Linked DNA regions of Anas platyrhynchos: region 1 is linked to region 2. The links are chromatin contacts, called in public Hi-C maps. All regions are on one chromosome and are shown on one strand. Each heading gives the region's core, a stretch centred on a gene start, on an enhancer-like site or on the middle of the called end of the contact. The rest is flanking DNA. Distances are from core to core; before and after follow the strand shown. Region 1 overlaps BCR (BCR activator of RhoGEF and GTPase). Region 2 holds the start of BCR (BCR activator of RhoGEF and GTPase).

Region 1 (7,269 bases), core at 3,115-5,614, 74 kb before region 2:
CCCTAAAGAGGCTCAGATATGCAAGACAAAAGACATCCATGTTGCACTATGAATTTCAATGCGTGGTCCTCTTTTCTCAGGAAACTCTGCCCAGACCTCACCCTCTGGACTCCTGCTCTTGGATCACAGCATTTGTACCAATGCCCAGCTGAGGGTCACTCACATTTCTTCTGCTGCTCACGGATGTTCTCCCTCCACTCTGCCCTTTCATAGTCCGATGAAATGAGGAACGTGTAACTCTACGCGGGAAAACAGAAGAACACAAGTCTGACAGAAGTTTCAGAAGAAACAGAAGTCTGACACGCCATTGAGAGCAGACCTGCCTCCAACATCTGCAGTGAAAATTCTTAGCTATATTGTCCTTCTAGTACTACTGCCACTTGCCCTACATCACAGCTTTGTCAGTGACAGTGAGGACTCCAGCAATGTGCCTTCTCAGCAGTGTGCCAGTGGTACCAACATGGGCTCCTGCTGTCAGAGCTTTCACAGAGCTCCACCCTGCAAGGAGCAGCTGTGTCCCTGGCAGCATGGGGTCCCATGGTATTCCTTGTAACAGTTGCACCATGAAACCCCAGAGCCTCTATTGCAGGCCAAGAGGCTGATGCAAGCTGAAGAAGCAGGCACCAGCTTGTGAATTTTCAATGACTAGTAACAGGATCTTGGGAGCATCCTTTGTCTTTGTGTGTGTAAAGGCCACGGTGAAAAGCTCCAGTACTGCCAGAGCAGGTGATACCTCTGGCACACTGAGCATCCTGTGGAGCTAAAAGGAGATTGTTCACAACCATTCAGCATCCCCGCTGCCAAGCGAAGCTTTTTGTTAGATGAAAAGAGCATTTCCTATCTCTCTGCCAGGGCAGGTCCATTTGTATATGGCATATACAGGCACACAGACACACACAATCCTTTGACACCTGTCTTGTACACAGGGCCTGAGGCAGACCAGAAAAGCCACTCACCTTGCCATTGCGATTGTGTACCCGGAAGGCCATGTTGGGAGACATCAGCAGTAGGAGTGATTCCTGCTCTGAGAGCTTCTTTTTCAACCTCTCAATGACCTTGCTGCCCTTATTGGCTCTCTGAAGGGTGGGGGAGAGAGGGAGACAGAGGACATGAATGTCATTCTCCTACAGCTGCCCCAATTTATGCCAACACACATTTTCAGACCCATGGTCCCTTCCCTCTGAAAGTAGCAAAATGGCCCCAGGCAGGAGAAATGCTGTCAATAGGATTCACAGGGCTCCAGCTGCTCAGGAAGGTGTTATCTCTGCAATATCTCTTCAGCCAGACTTGACTCTGTGCCCAGTCTCAGCTGCCCCAGATTTAGGTGCAGGGCTGCATGCCCACCACCCCAATATTTTCTGTTCTAGAGTCCGCAGGCAGCATCCCATCACTGGGCAGCCACAGCACTGCCAGGTCCTCCACAAGCATCCTTAGTCAAGGAGAGTGAAGGCAACTTCTCTAAAAGCTGCTCGGAACTCTATCACCAAAATTCTTTCCCATCTGCTACCTACCAACGCGTTTTCAGAGGTCAGCTAAAACACGTTTGTTTGTGTTTTTTTTTTTTTTTTCTTGGATAAAACCCAGCCCCAAAGCCAGCCACGTACATTGTTTGGCACTGATGCACCAAAACGTGTTTCCTAAACACCTGCGTCTTGTGAGTAAGAGGCTTCCACACCGTGTTCCTCCTAGTATCTCACATTTTCCAGGAAACCCTCTCTGAAAGCTAGCCAGGGCAAAGGCACAAGAAGCATGTTCTTTGGAAGTGCAGGGGATTTTCTTCTCATGGTACAAGTAATTTTATTCATATCCTTCTCTACATACCGTCAGGCTTTTAGTTTTCAAAGACTTTTTTCTCATTTGGGTGGCAGGATGGTTCAAAGTCTAACAACTCTGAGAAAACGTGCCTTGCAAGCAAAGACAAGCCTGGGCCAGAGACACCACATCTTTGTCATACTGTCCAGTCAGAATAATTTGTATTCTCTTTATATATTGCTGTTGCTTTGACACTGGTGAAGTCAGAAAATGCTAGAAAAGCATAAGTGAGCCTGCAAAAATTCCAAAGTACATGCTTCTGACCAAATTCACTTACAGGATCATACTCAGACAGCCAGAAGTCAGACTTCCTAAGAAGTGCTATGCCACACTCCCAGTCCTTCTCGTGTCTACAGCATAAGAGCTCTGCTCTCCACATGAATGCCTGGATAAAGCAGTCACATGTAGTCCCATGCAAGTAGGGAAGCTACTGGCTACCATAAAGCATCTTTTGCAGTTCCTGCATCCTCAAAGGACACCATCATTCAAGCACTGCACTAGGATGAGCAACAATGGGCTACGCAGCAGTCTAGATATCACTGCTAACAGAGCTGCACCACAAATCTCTGCTGGGTGGTCTCTGCAGGACTCCCCATGCTGTGCAGCTCTGGGAACGCTGCTTCTATCAGCATCTGATGTCAGCAAAGATACTGAATCTGTTCTATGCTTTGGTTGGAGCAGTCAACCCCTTTTTACCTTTTCACGCTGGATGTCATTCTTGATCTGGGATATCTTGATCTTCATGGCATCCAGCTCCTCATCAGGCACCAGTGGGATGTTGGGCACTGCCTCAGACTCATCCACCATTTGGAAACTAAGGTCCGTGAGTGGGATGTACCATTTGCAGTCATACTGCTGGCTTTTTCTGAAAGACAGAAGTTCCAAACCTTTACTACTACTGGTGCTTAGCAACACCCACTCCCCCCCTTCCCACGAGCCTTTCCTCATTATAGTTCAGAAGATACAGAAATGGGCACAACTTCACTGTGACTTCCAGGTGGAAAAAATCTGGCAAAAGGCTGCTTTCCAGTAAGAAACTGGAGTATTCAACTGTCATTGCTGGCTAAACCGAGAATTATGCTGAAGCTGAGATGCAAAATACATAGTCCAGAAAGGAAACCTCACCCTCCAATCTGCTTCTTGAGCTTGGCACACAGGAATAGATCAGTAAAAAGAAAGACATGACGGAGTTTGCGAGCCCCCTCAACTAGCTCCACCATGAAGCTGTCCTTCAGGAGCTGCCGGTGCTGGTGAAAAACAGAGAAAATGTTTTGGTTAGTGCAAGAAGGGCCCAGGTAAGGCACTGAGCCCCCTCAGCAACACACTCCATACTCCTTATGCATGACTCCTACCAGAGCCAATTGAGTAAATTGTTTCAATACAGAGAAAAAAAAAAAAAAAGAAAAAAAAAGAGCTGTTAAATGCTCCTTATTGCAAGCTCTGCTCCCTGCTGTTGCCTTCTCTCCTAGGGGCAGCAATGGCCAGGCACCTCCTTCCTCATCTGGTTCCAGGTCAGAGCTGAGGCTTATTTCCATCACCTGTCTCTGAGCCCGTGTAATTTATGGTGAGTCATTGCCTGGCTTCTCCATACCACGATCGCTCCCAGAACATCATCCCCCCCACAAACCAGTAGAGAGCAGCAAACACCACTTTTCTATCCGGGCTTTCCCTGCCCTCCCCAGGAGTCACTTTCCCAGCTATTGGGTGCAGCTGGAGCTATGAGGAGCCTACCAACACCTCCATTCCCAGCAGCATTAACAGCTGAATGCCATTGCTGCTTCTTTATTATAAGTGCTGTGCTGTTAAGGGATGATTCCTGACCAAAATGTGTACCTAGCAAACTCCTCAGTAGTCCCTTACCAGCCTGTGTTTAAACAGGACCATCTGGATATGTCCCCTACCCCATGCCTGTTAAAAGCCTTTTTTTTTTTTTTTTCCCCCTCAAGTCAAACAAACATTCCTCAAACCTAGATGATGTAAAGAAAGTGCCTAACACTGATGTCATTATGTCTGCCTCTGGTTCCAGGAAGCTTTACAACCTTCTACATGAGACACACACACTGGAGGGCAGAAGCACCTCTTTCCTATTGCCCTTGCAGGGGCTCTGCAGCTGACAGACAAAGTCTGGAGCGCTGGCAGTGAGGCAGATGGGTCTGTGCTGTCACCAGTGACCAACTCAGGAGTTTCAAATGCTGCTCCATGCTCAGACCTTCTGTTCTGATGTGTCAGGATCAAACAGAGTTTGAGTGCACATCTGGAAGAATAGAAATCTCCCACTGGTTTTCAAACAGAAGTCAAGGGTATGAAACTCCGGGCAAATTCCTATAACTGTCAGTTTTGCCTTGCTTCATGGCCAGTACAATCAGTCACTGTCAACGTATCCATGCAGCTCTAAGACAATTTTTCCTGACCCACAGTATTTTTCCTTGCTATTCCAGCTAGGGGGATGCTCCCCTGATACCGGGGAGTGACACAGCACACGTGCTGTACACGCCATGACAACGTCACGGCTGGAGACTGGAGAGATCTAACACTGCCCAACGCTCGCCAACACCCCCTCCTGCTGTTTCACTGCCAGCCTTCTCCAGGCCCACGCACGACTTGTCAGTAGGATTCACTGCTGGCCTGCAGCAGCTCTGCAATCACCACACATGCGAAAGCTGTCCTCCTTTTCCAAAGGCAGCTCTGCTCCGGTGTGCAGTAGGAAAGCAGTTAACCTGAGCAAGGTCAAGACATCCAAAGCAGAATCGTGCCTCAGTTTCTCTGGGTTATGCCTCATGAGTTTTATTTGCTGCATGATATAACAAGCCTTGAACACGTTTACTGCAGAGAGTGGGAGTGCAAACCCCCGCACTGCCTCTCCTTCCTCCTACCATCCTTCCCATCTCAGCTCTCCAACTGAAAACAAACCACATCAGTCCCGAGCCCAGCACACATCATGGCAGGAAGCACAAGGGAGAGAAATGTCCTTGCAGACATAATTCTTGTTTCCACAGTCTGTCCTAGAGCACCCCAAACTTCCTGACATGGGTAAGAGTCTGCGTTTTACTGTCTGCAGCTGCACTAGCACCACAGCAAGCTGCTGAAGCACAGATAGCGTCAGCATCTCATCTTGGGGCCACCTGCCAATGTACAAAAGTCCTGGGAATCTGCGAGCAGCAGCAACCAAAGCTGCACCTTCCCCATAGTGCCAGGAAGTTAATGCTGCTCCCCAGCAGACTCTTGTACCATCTCTGGGCATGAGCCTGTGGAGATCTGGTATCCAGCAGTGATTCAGGCTCTGAAAGGCCTGTACATATGTTAATGTTTATTTTTAGGTGGGTGTGATCCTCCTGGCTTCTCCTCGGTGGTTTTGGAGAGAATGCCTGCCTGCATTGATGTCGTTGCTAATGATGTGCACTTGTGCATGCCTCCCCCCTCCTGCCCAGTCAACAAATCCCAGGTAGGCAGGAAACAGGAAACATCCAGCTTTAAAAATAAATAAATAAGAAGGAGGTATGCTGTCAGTAGCAGAAACACTCTCCACAGCTGCAAAGAATTTCATCTGGGGGCATTAACAAAGCAGGGAAAGAGATTTTCTGAACAAGCCAAAACCCTGATCTCAGGTTGGTAGATCTGATGAATATTAATTATGCTGCAAATCAGCTCAGCTCCTCCGGGGCAATGAGAATAGCTGCTTGTTGCCAGCTCAACCTCAGCCCATTGTTCTTAGGTGTAAAGATGTTCTCTCAACTCACTCACCTCTGCTACCCAGGCAGGCACGTGCCCCAGGCCTGACCTGCTTTGTGTCTCCCTTTTGCGAGACACTGGCAGGTGTGTTTGGCTTCCTGTACCATCACCTAGACCACAGTATTTTGAAGATATGCATGTCTTCAAGTGAAGGGATGCCCATAAAGAGGCACCAGTGACTGGAAGTCCTGGTGTCAAGCCTCCACAAAGCAAGACTAGGTGAGCCCATCGCTGTTCCCTGCAGCAAGGCCACAGACCTCCTCACACAGCCTGCCTGCTCCACCCAGTCGACCCCTTCTCCTGTGTCTAAATTTGCACCTCATCTGCGACTGCACGGTCTTTGGCTGTCATCATCTGAGCAGAATTTCTCCAGGCAGCCCTGCTCTCTGTCCCACATCTCCCCAAAACCCAAGCAGAAAGCTCAGCTATACAATGCCAAAACAGGGGTGTGATTTAACAGCCTTCGTACTTCCCATCTGGGACTTGGGTACCCCTTCTTTTGCACTGAGTTTATTTTGGCTGGCACTCCTGGGTACAAATTACCCAGGCTGACAAGACACAAGTTTTGGCAGCAGGATCTCTCAGCAAGAGAGCTGGGAAGAAGACAAGGCTGTAGTTCCTAAGCTTGACTGGAAGAGAAGTGAAGAGGTGAAAGGGATGTATTCCAGTCATCCACTTGGAGGGAAACACTAAGCTTCCTTGAGCTTTCATTCTTCATTTCTTCTCACTCACGAGCTAGGTGGGAAGGTCTCCCACAGGGAGCCACAATGAGCAACCAAGGATCCAGGAAGGAGAGGACAGGAGAAAGGGTTTGCGGATCAAATCATGAGGGTGTGGAGCTTGATATTAGATCTAACTACCAGCTTCTCTGGGAAAACAGGATTTTCATTAGGGCTGGCCACAATAGGCATGCACCAGGCTGAGCAGCATCAGTGGAGCAGAGGAAGAGCGCTTCCAGCAAAGGGTCACATCCTTTGTTGCAAATGATTCATCTTGCCGGGAGGGTTCAGCAGGTCAGTGGGAAACAATAAAAGCGTTTCCCAACTGGCTTACCAGATCCCTGCCAAGCCACAGTGAGGGAGCGCAGGGCACCTTCCTGACCTCCCGGCATGAGTCAGCCCATCCTATCCCGCCCTGGGGGAGCCAGCAGCCCTCTCAGGCAGCACTTGTGCCCGTCAGGTGCGCAGGCCACCTCAGCTCCACCGGTCCTCTCTAGCATTTTGGGCACCAAAGCCCACCTTGGTCAGCTCCCACCTACAGGCAGCAACTGCTGTTCCTTCCGTGGCCTCTTGCTAGACAGGGTCTCCTGAAACACAAGGTCTTTTGGCTTGTTGATCCTGCTGTATGAGATGTACAATACCTCATGTGTTTCCTAAAACAGGCTACACAGACACCAAACATCAACAAAATGTGAGCTTAGTATCAGAGTGGCAGTGTGATTCCCTCTCTTCCACAAACAGCCCTAGTACTAGCAGGTGTCCAGCCCAGGAGCTCAGCTCAGCTACAGAAAGATGTTTGTGGAGGCCTAAAGGAAAATCTCACATTTTGTATCAAAATGGGGTGAATTAGGATCACCTTTAATCTCTTACACAGGGCCTGGGCCCTGTCACCTCCACAAAGCTGTTGTCAAGCTCCTGCGCTGGTGCAGTAAAAGTCCCAAGTCTCCTTTCTAGACCCTGCTTTCCTTTTCATGTTTTTACCTGCTTCTTCTCCCACCCATCTCAGTGC
Region 2 (7,279 bases), core at 1,130-3,629:
GAAAATCACTCCCATTCATTTTTCATTTCCATGATGCCACTTCCTGCTCTGTACATTAAAAAAAAAAAAAAAAAAAAAAAAGATGTCTGGTACACACCTGCATCCCCATGGAAGCAGCTGTCCTGGTGACATCTCCCAGAAGGCAAATCTCCGTCACTTGGCCAGATCTGTCCTGTTTTTCGTACGCCCACAATAGTAGCCTCAGACACAACGACCTGCTGCTGCCGGTGCCGTTTTTGAGACTGGGGGGTCGGTGGACTGCTGCTGTCAAAGGACTGCTGAGAGTTCTGGGACGGAGAACGACTTTTATCCCGGTACATGCGGTAAGTGGTGGGGCTGGGGGACACGTGGCTGGACTGCCCTGAAGAGAAGTCTTCCTCGCTGGAGGTAAGGTTCTCATTAGAGCTACAGTCAGGAGTATATCCTCCTCCAATATCTTCAAAACTCCTCGGGGAATAAGATCTCCTGGGCCAAGTGAGGTGTTTTTCCTGGTCAGTCGTACTCTGATTTCTCAGGATAGGTCCTTTCCCTTCTGCATCCCCCATCATTCCACCAACATAGATACTTTGATAGGGCTGAAAGTCCATGGGCTGCCAAGGTGAGCGGTTGCTGCCATTGGCATTAATCAGATTATCTTTGAGAAACCTGGGGTTCAGTTCAGCATCTTCATATTCTCCATCATAGCCAAAAGTGCTCTCTGAGGACCTTCCCCTGTAAGCAGGCCTCTGGAATTCGTTGAAGCTGGGTACCACAGTAGAAGGAAGGGAGTGTAAGGACTTTTTGCGTTCCATTTGCATGGCTTGGCTACCAAGAGAGCTTATTTTATCAGAAACGTCTTTATCGTTGACCTTCACTAGACCCTTCTCGTGATGATACTCCATGTTCACATAGAAGGGCTTTTCAACAACATCCTTGTTATCTCCAGAATGATGTGAATTCCCCTTTTTAATCCTCTCAAAGTTAGACCTTAGGGCTGCCACACTGGTGCTGTTCCCTCTGTCCTTAGAAATAGGTTCAAAAGATGCCTCCTTCTCAGCAGATCCCGCTAGCCTGCGAGTGGAAGCCGATCTGTGTTTTGAAGGAGATCCATCTGTATCACAGCGAGTCTCTGTATCTTCTACAACTCTCTTCAGTTTCTCTTCGCCGTAGTACTTACACCTGTCCTGCTCTCCCTCCCCGTGATGGGGACTGTCCAAAGGCGACAGGTCTGACCCGTCACTCTGGGTAGACAGCTTCCGCAGAGAAGGTATCCTGGGTTTGAACTTTTCCTCCCCGTGGTGTGACTTGCTTTTTTCATATTCATCTTGGTCAGCAGACTGGTGATGATGCAGGTCCTGGATCTGCTGCTCTGCACCCCCTTCAGGCAACTGAGAAACACGTTTAAAACCCCATCTCTGTCTATCGTAGCTTTTTTTCTCCTTTGCCAGAAGAGTCTGCAGGTAAATCATGCGGAACCTCTCCTTGTTGACCTCCATCTCCAGTCTCCGGATAGATGCTTTGCACATCTCCAGCTCCTGTTCAATATCTCCCACAGATTTCAGCTCCATTTTAGGAGGCTCAGAGTCTGCAAATTGTGCTTTCCAAGCCTCCACAAACCCCACAGGGTCCACCATTTTGCATACAGGAGTAAATAAGTGGAGAATAAGGGAGGGAAGCTGGAGAGAGATAGCCGGAGAGAATAAAGCAGCCGGATCTCACATGTAGAAGCAAAAACAGCTCCGGCAGGGTCAACTCAACGCGTCTCTTTCACGGTCCATGCAGAGGAACTGGGAGGCAAACGGCAATCCTCGGATCAATCTCTGCTCCTCGCCTCCTCCACCTCTCGCCGGCCCCTGCCCCCCGTCCCCTCGCTACTCTCCCCCCGTCATGCCCGAGCTTCTGCTAGCGAACAACAACGCTCCCACCCCGGCGATTCCCGAGCACTTCAAAGGGGAGGTGGACAAAGGAGCAGGCTCGGGGTGGGGGAGAGAAGGTAAATATCGCCCCCCACCCTCCCACCCACCTCCTGCCGCTGCCGTCCCGGCCGCGCTGCTCAGTGCGGCCGCTCCGGGCAGCCCTCCGCTCCGTCCTCCCGCGGCCAGCCCCCGTGTTGTGCTTTCTCTTTCTCTCTCCTCCTTTCCCCCTGCCCCTTTCCCTGTCTCCTCCTCCTCCCGGCTATTGTTGCTGGCCTCCGGGCGCAGGGCGGCGAGCCCGGCCGCTACCCGGCGGTGCCGGAGCTCCCCGCGGCCCCGCGGCAGCCTCCCCGGCGCGGCTGTGGAGGCGGAGGCTGGCGGCGAGGCTCCGGAGGCTGCCCCCGGCTGCCCATCGCGGCCCGGCTCCGGCGGCGCCCCGAGCCGCGGCGCTGCGGAAGGGGAGGGATGGAAGGAGGCAGGGAAGGAGGGAGGCAGGGCAGGAGCCCGGCTGAAACGGCGCTGGGGGCCTCTTAAAGGGGCAGCCCGGGCCCCCGCTGCCTTTGGAGGCCCGGCCCGGCGGAGGCTGGCGCCGAGACAAAGGCAGCGGTGTGCGAAGAGGGGGCACGAGGGAGCAGGGCGAGGTTGGAGCACGGAGGGGGCTGGTCTGGCCCTCCTTAACTCCGAGCTGCAGCCTTCAGGCCCCGCTGAGGGTTTTGGGGGTGTTTAAGGAGAGGTTGCACTCGGTTGGGTGGGAGGCAGTGGGGTGATGGTTGGACCTTGGAGGTCTTCTCCAACCTGCATGATTCCATCATTCACCTCAAGCCGAGGTGCTGGGCACTAGCAGGCTCCTCATTCATTCGGTCCTTGCTGAGTTATCAGTGCCCAGCTGGTGCTCTGAAAGCACTGTGATATTGGTAATAAAGTCTGCTTTGTTCAGAGATTAGGTGTGCCTTTGTCCTGTATGTTAGCCTACGCAGAACAAGCGGGAGCCCCGCTCTCCAGCTCTGGGTGAAGGGGGGCAAACAAGCTGAACATGGGCCAGCAGCTGTCTCTCATTCCACCTGAAATTGGGGTACACAGCCGTGTTTAGGCCCTGTACCTTTTCCACATACTAATTCAACCTCTGAAAAAGGGGTAATGGATACACCTGAAATTGCAGTGTTCCTGTCCAAATGATGGGAAAAGTGGGATATTGTACACCTCACATCCCTCAGAAGCCTGCTTCTTTCATGCCAGAGGTGGGACAAATCCCCAGAGTGAGGAATACCTTTTCTCATGCATTTTAAGAGAAAAGATTGTGGAATATAGCCCCAGCAATAACTAATACGGTTCCTTAAGCATGAAAAGCACAAGTCCACAAGAGCAGTTCTCTTACCTTCAAAATATGCAATGTTTCATAATCCACTAAACCATTTTCCTCTTCACGCTTTTTGATATGACATATCAAATATTTTCAGACATCACAAACGGCTAATCATGCATTCAGCTTTGCATAGTTCATCTCCCTTGCTGTTCGTTTCCTGGCTTTAACCTCTTTTTCCTGCACTTGTTTCCTCAGCTTCTAACACACTGGCTGATCTATGTGGAAAACAGATTATAATCAAAATCATAATGAAATCTGTATACTTAGTAAATATCTATACAAGCCTTCTAGGGAACTTCCATCTTCCACAGAAAGAAAATTGGCTTTTTAGCATTGATGCTGTTTGCCGTCATGCCGGTTTGAACAACGACATTATGACACACAATATATTTCCAGTAATATGACATTTCAGATTTTACTAGCATGATTAAAATAACGACAGATATATTACATAATAAGGCTCTGTTATGAATTTGTGTCCCCCATTTGTTCATAGTTTGCTGGTGTTATTGGTTTGTTTTATTATTTCTAGGGTGTTTTCTCACACTCACTAGGCTCACTTTTCCAGAGGCAGCAAGAATTCTGATGAGTCAGAGGGACTTCTGTACGCACGTCTAACTTTTGGCGAACACTATTAAACAACTGCAGCCTCTGTATTCATTGAGGTACTACAGCATCAGAAGTTCCGGTGGCCATTGAAGGGGTCTCTGAATTTTTGCTGATACTTTCTACATTCGACTGAGTATAGTTTTATCAGGATACAAAATTTCATTAGGGCTCTGGAGGTAGATGTATCTGGGATTGGTGACAGAGCATGCTGTGACAAGGGGGCTAAAAAAAGCCAGTACATTCAGCTCTCGCCCTCTGCTGGCCCACAAGAGATTGCCAGTTCTTGCCAGTTGAACCATTACTGGAACTGAACTGGCCATGGAGCTCCCTCCTGTGGGTAAGGAGAGCTACTACGCTTAGCAGAGTTCCAGGTTATGGGCTTTATCATGATCCCACACGGGAGAATCAGGAGTTTTGTAAGAAAAAAATAAAAGTGGAAGCACATAAGCAGAGTCTTTCTAACAAGAAATAAAACATAATTTCTCATTCATACGTGGCTGAAATTAAGAAACTGTATTTTTGTATTACAAGACAGCACACTGTGGTAGAGTCTGGCTAGGCCAGTTATCTCCCAAAGTCCTGTCCAGTCCAAATTATTCTGTGAGCCCAGGAACACGGGAACCCCATTTCTTAAGATTCAGAAAATGGCAATTTGTTGCTGTGAGAACAACCTTATGGCCCAAAATAAAGGAAACCCATCCCCCATCTCCATTAACTAATGCAGATGCTGCTACAACCTGAACCTGCCAAACACTTCATTTTAACTCAGCCTGTGAAGATGTGATACAGTGAGCAGTTCATAGCATCTGCACACTGGTAAGCTTTGTTACACTCCCCAGAACAACTTCTGACTATTGATGAAAACCCGAAAAGACACAGAATACGACATCTACTCATGAAGAATGAACTCTGGTTGTACCTCAGTGAGGTGAGCCTGAGCTGAGAACCAACACTAAAGGTCTGAATCACATGACCTATGAAAATATAAAGAATAACACCCTAAGCGTCAAATAATCACTCAAATGGCAGAAACAATACCACTAAAGATTAAAATGAAAGATGGTTTTACAGTAAAAATGAAATTTGCCTGCCAGGTGACTATTTCTTGAATGGCTTTTGATCTGTTATCAGTTTTTCCTCAAAGAGATACATGTGCTTATTTAAACAGAAGCTCATTAACCATTTAGCTTGTACTTATTAAGACAAGAAACAGCATAATACTAGTACGTCTTTGGGGAGATTATTACACCTGTTCTTTAACTTTGCTTCAGACTCTCTCTGAATTTTAAGTTATCCAACTTCTCACCGGCAAATTCCACAAGGAAGCTGGTGCTGAAACTGGTGCCATGATCACTCTGAAGTTTTCAACTGGTATAAAATTATGTTTGTGTTTAGAGTTAATGTAGTTGTTCTGACATTGTTTTTAATAATATTAAGGATTCTTCAAAACAAATGAAGTTGCTGATAGAATGGAATAACATGCATAGAATACAACATAGACCAGACAGGAACATTTAAGAACTTGCAAACTAATGTTTATTTTCCCACTAAAGTTAGGTTTCCTTTGTGCTAATATGATCTAAGATTCATTTTAGGTTATCAATTATTAATACTGAGTTCTTTGCAGGAGAAGTCTCACTGGGACTTAAAAGAAATAAAGTCTCAAAGCATCTGTCATAGATTGGATGGAGTCAGACCACTGCCAGGGGATAGTTACTGATTGACAGTTTTGCATAAAGTTTTTGGAACTACAGACAATAAAAAACAATAATGACATCAAGCAATGCACTGAATCATTAGAAAAACTGTCCCAGTTGATTTTCCTAGCAACATGACTGCATTGCTGAAGAAATTACATCTCTGATTTTGCACAAGAATTGCACCTAGCCTAGACAAGAAGACAAGGCATGTCATCCTAAAACCTACCTTTTGGCCTCCAGGACCATTATCAATGTTTCCAGGACGGAACCAGAGCAGTTTGTCTGCTCAGCAGCAACCACGTGTAACTGCCAAAACGTGCTGTGGGTATAGGCAATTCTTATCTGAAGGAGTACTGCTGCAGCAATGCTGAACTTGACCACCTACAGGTACATTATTGTCCTCAGAACAACACTATCTGGTAGTGTGTGTTCAAATTTTCTTCTCTTGGCATGTTCAAAGTGCATGACAAGACACCAGCTTATGTCCAAGAAATATATATATATGAAAGCAAAATTTGGTCCGAAGCTCAGGCCTATTCATCATAAGTAGCAAACAAACAACTTTGAAACCCGGTTCTACAATAATAACTACTTTATGAATCATTTACTCATACAATAAAGTCTTTAATAAAGAAATGAACTAAGAATAACTGAATGAAAGAAAGACAAAATTGTGAATTTCAAATTACTTCAGAGAAAGTTTTCCATATGAAAATAGAGGACTAATTTTTTAAAAAGTCACCAATACTACTTCTGTGAGTTTCTATTTATCTATCATAACCCGAGGACAGCAGTACTCATCCACAGCACAGTACACAGGAATGGTTTTGTGGCTCCACTGTGCTTCTAAAATTGCTTCTGAAAAGCATTATTCAAATGCAAGATGTTTCATATACATACATAATACACTGCAGTAGAATGAACTATCTTTTTCTACTCTCATTCAAACTCAGTGAACACAAAGATCACAGCTATGCTGCCCACTCAGTGGAAAGCATGGTACAAGCAGAGTACATGTTCATCATCTTGTGAAAGAGATTTGCGAGACGAAATACACAGAACATCAGAAGGTCAAAATATCACACATTTGGATAAATAACTTCTTACATACCCCCACATATTCACCTTCTCTACCAAATGCTACATTTGTGTCTTTGCCAACAGAATCAGCACAATAGCCAAATAGGAGATTGACTGATTAAAAAAACAAGAGAGAGAAAAAGTGTTCCCAGATCTCTACTCATTATATCATTTGAAGCTCCTCTAGTTCATAGCATAAATCATAGAAGTATAAATGTAATTTACTTTTAATAAAAGTAAAGGCTCTTTAGGCCATTTTTTCTTCCATATTTTCTATTTCTTAGGAAACAATTTTTGGACTAAAAATAGCTGAGAGCCTAGATTTTTTTTAGCTTGATATGTAGATTCATTATCAAATATTTATCTTTATTTTCTCAGTTTTCCAGATACTGTAGTTTTTGTAATAATTGAACAAACATCTTCTGAAACTGTAACTTGTAATTGTCCACGGGTTTTCTTTGTCTCTCCATATTTAAAACAGTTGCAGTTAAGAAATATTAGAGCATTACAAAAAACCTATTTCACTCTTTCTTATGCCAGTATAGCATTTAATTCTGGATTTGAATCTTAGAATTATGAAGTCATAAGCAGCTGATAAAGAGTTTTCTAGAGAAGCAGTCTTTCTGTTTAGCAAT

What was found. Hi-C and Micro-C count contacts between places; a contact is called where the count stands out from the background.
Region 1: a Hi-C map of F5 follicle shows a contact between it and region 2, with 4 times the contacts expected there. The contact joins the enhancer-like site here to the promoter of BCR in region 2. A contact is called at or near these places in 7 of 8 Hi-C or Micro-C datasets (F1 follicle, F5 follicle, liver and 3 more).

The regions. Positions count from the first base shown.
Region 1 is chr16:8,598,361-8,605,629 of IASCAAS_PekinDuck_T2T, reverse strand. It overlaps BCR (BCR activator of RhoGEF and GTPase), which reads right to left. Exons shown (of 24, transcript XM_027469697.3): 10 at 2,938-3,059; 11 at 2,509-2,677; 12 at 957-1,076; 13 at 164-239. Among named protein-coding and RNA genes, the nearest start is that of SPECC1L, 31 kb to the left of the region's middle. Within about 2 kb of position 4,364, at least 3 of the 8 cell types and tissues checked have an H3K27ac peak or open chromatin away from gene starts, as enhancers often do. A contact at or near this core is called in F1 follicle, where this site is marked.
Region 2 is chr16:8,522,031-8,529,309 of IASCAAS_PekinDuck_T2T, reverse strand. BCR (BCR activator of RhoGEF and GTPase) reads right to left here and starts at 2,379. Exons shown (of 24, transcript XM_027469697.3): 1 at 2,003-2,379; 2 at 98-1,766. The coding sequence starts at 1,613. It overlaps RAB36 (RAB36, member RAS oncogene family), which reads right to left. Exons shown (of 14, transcript XM_072024595.1): 14 at 4,722-7,279.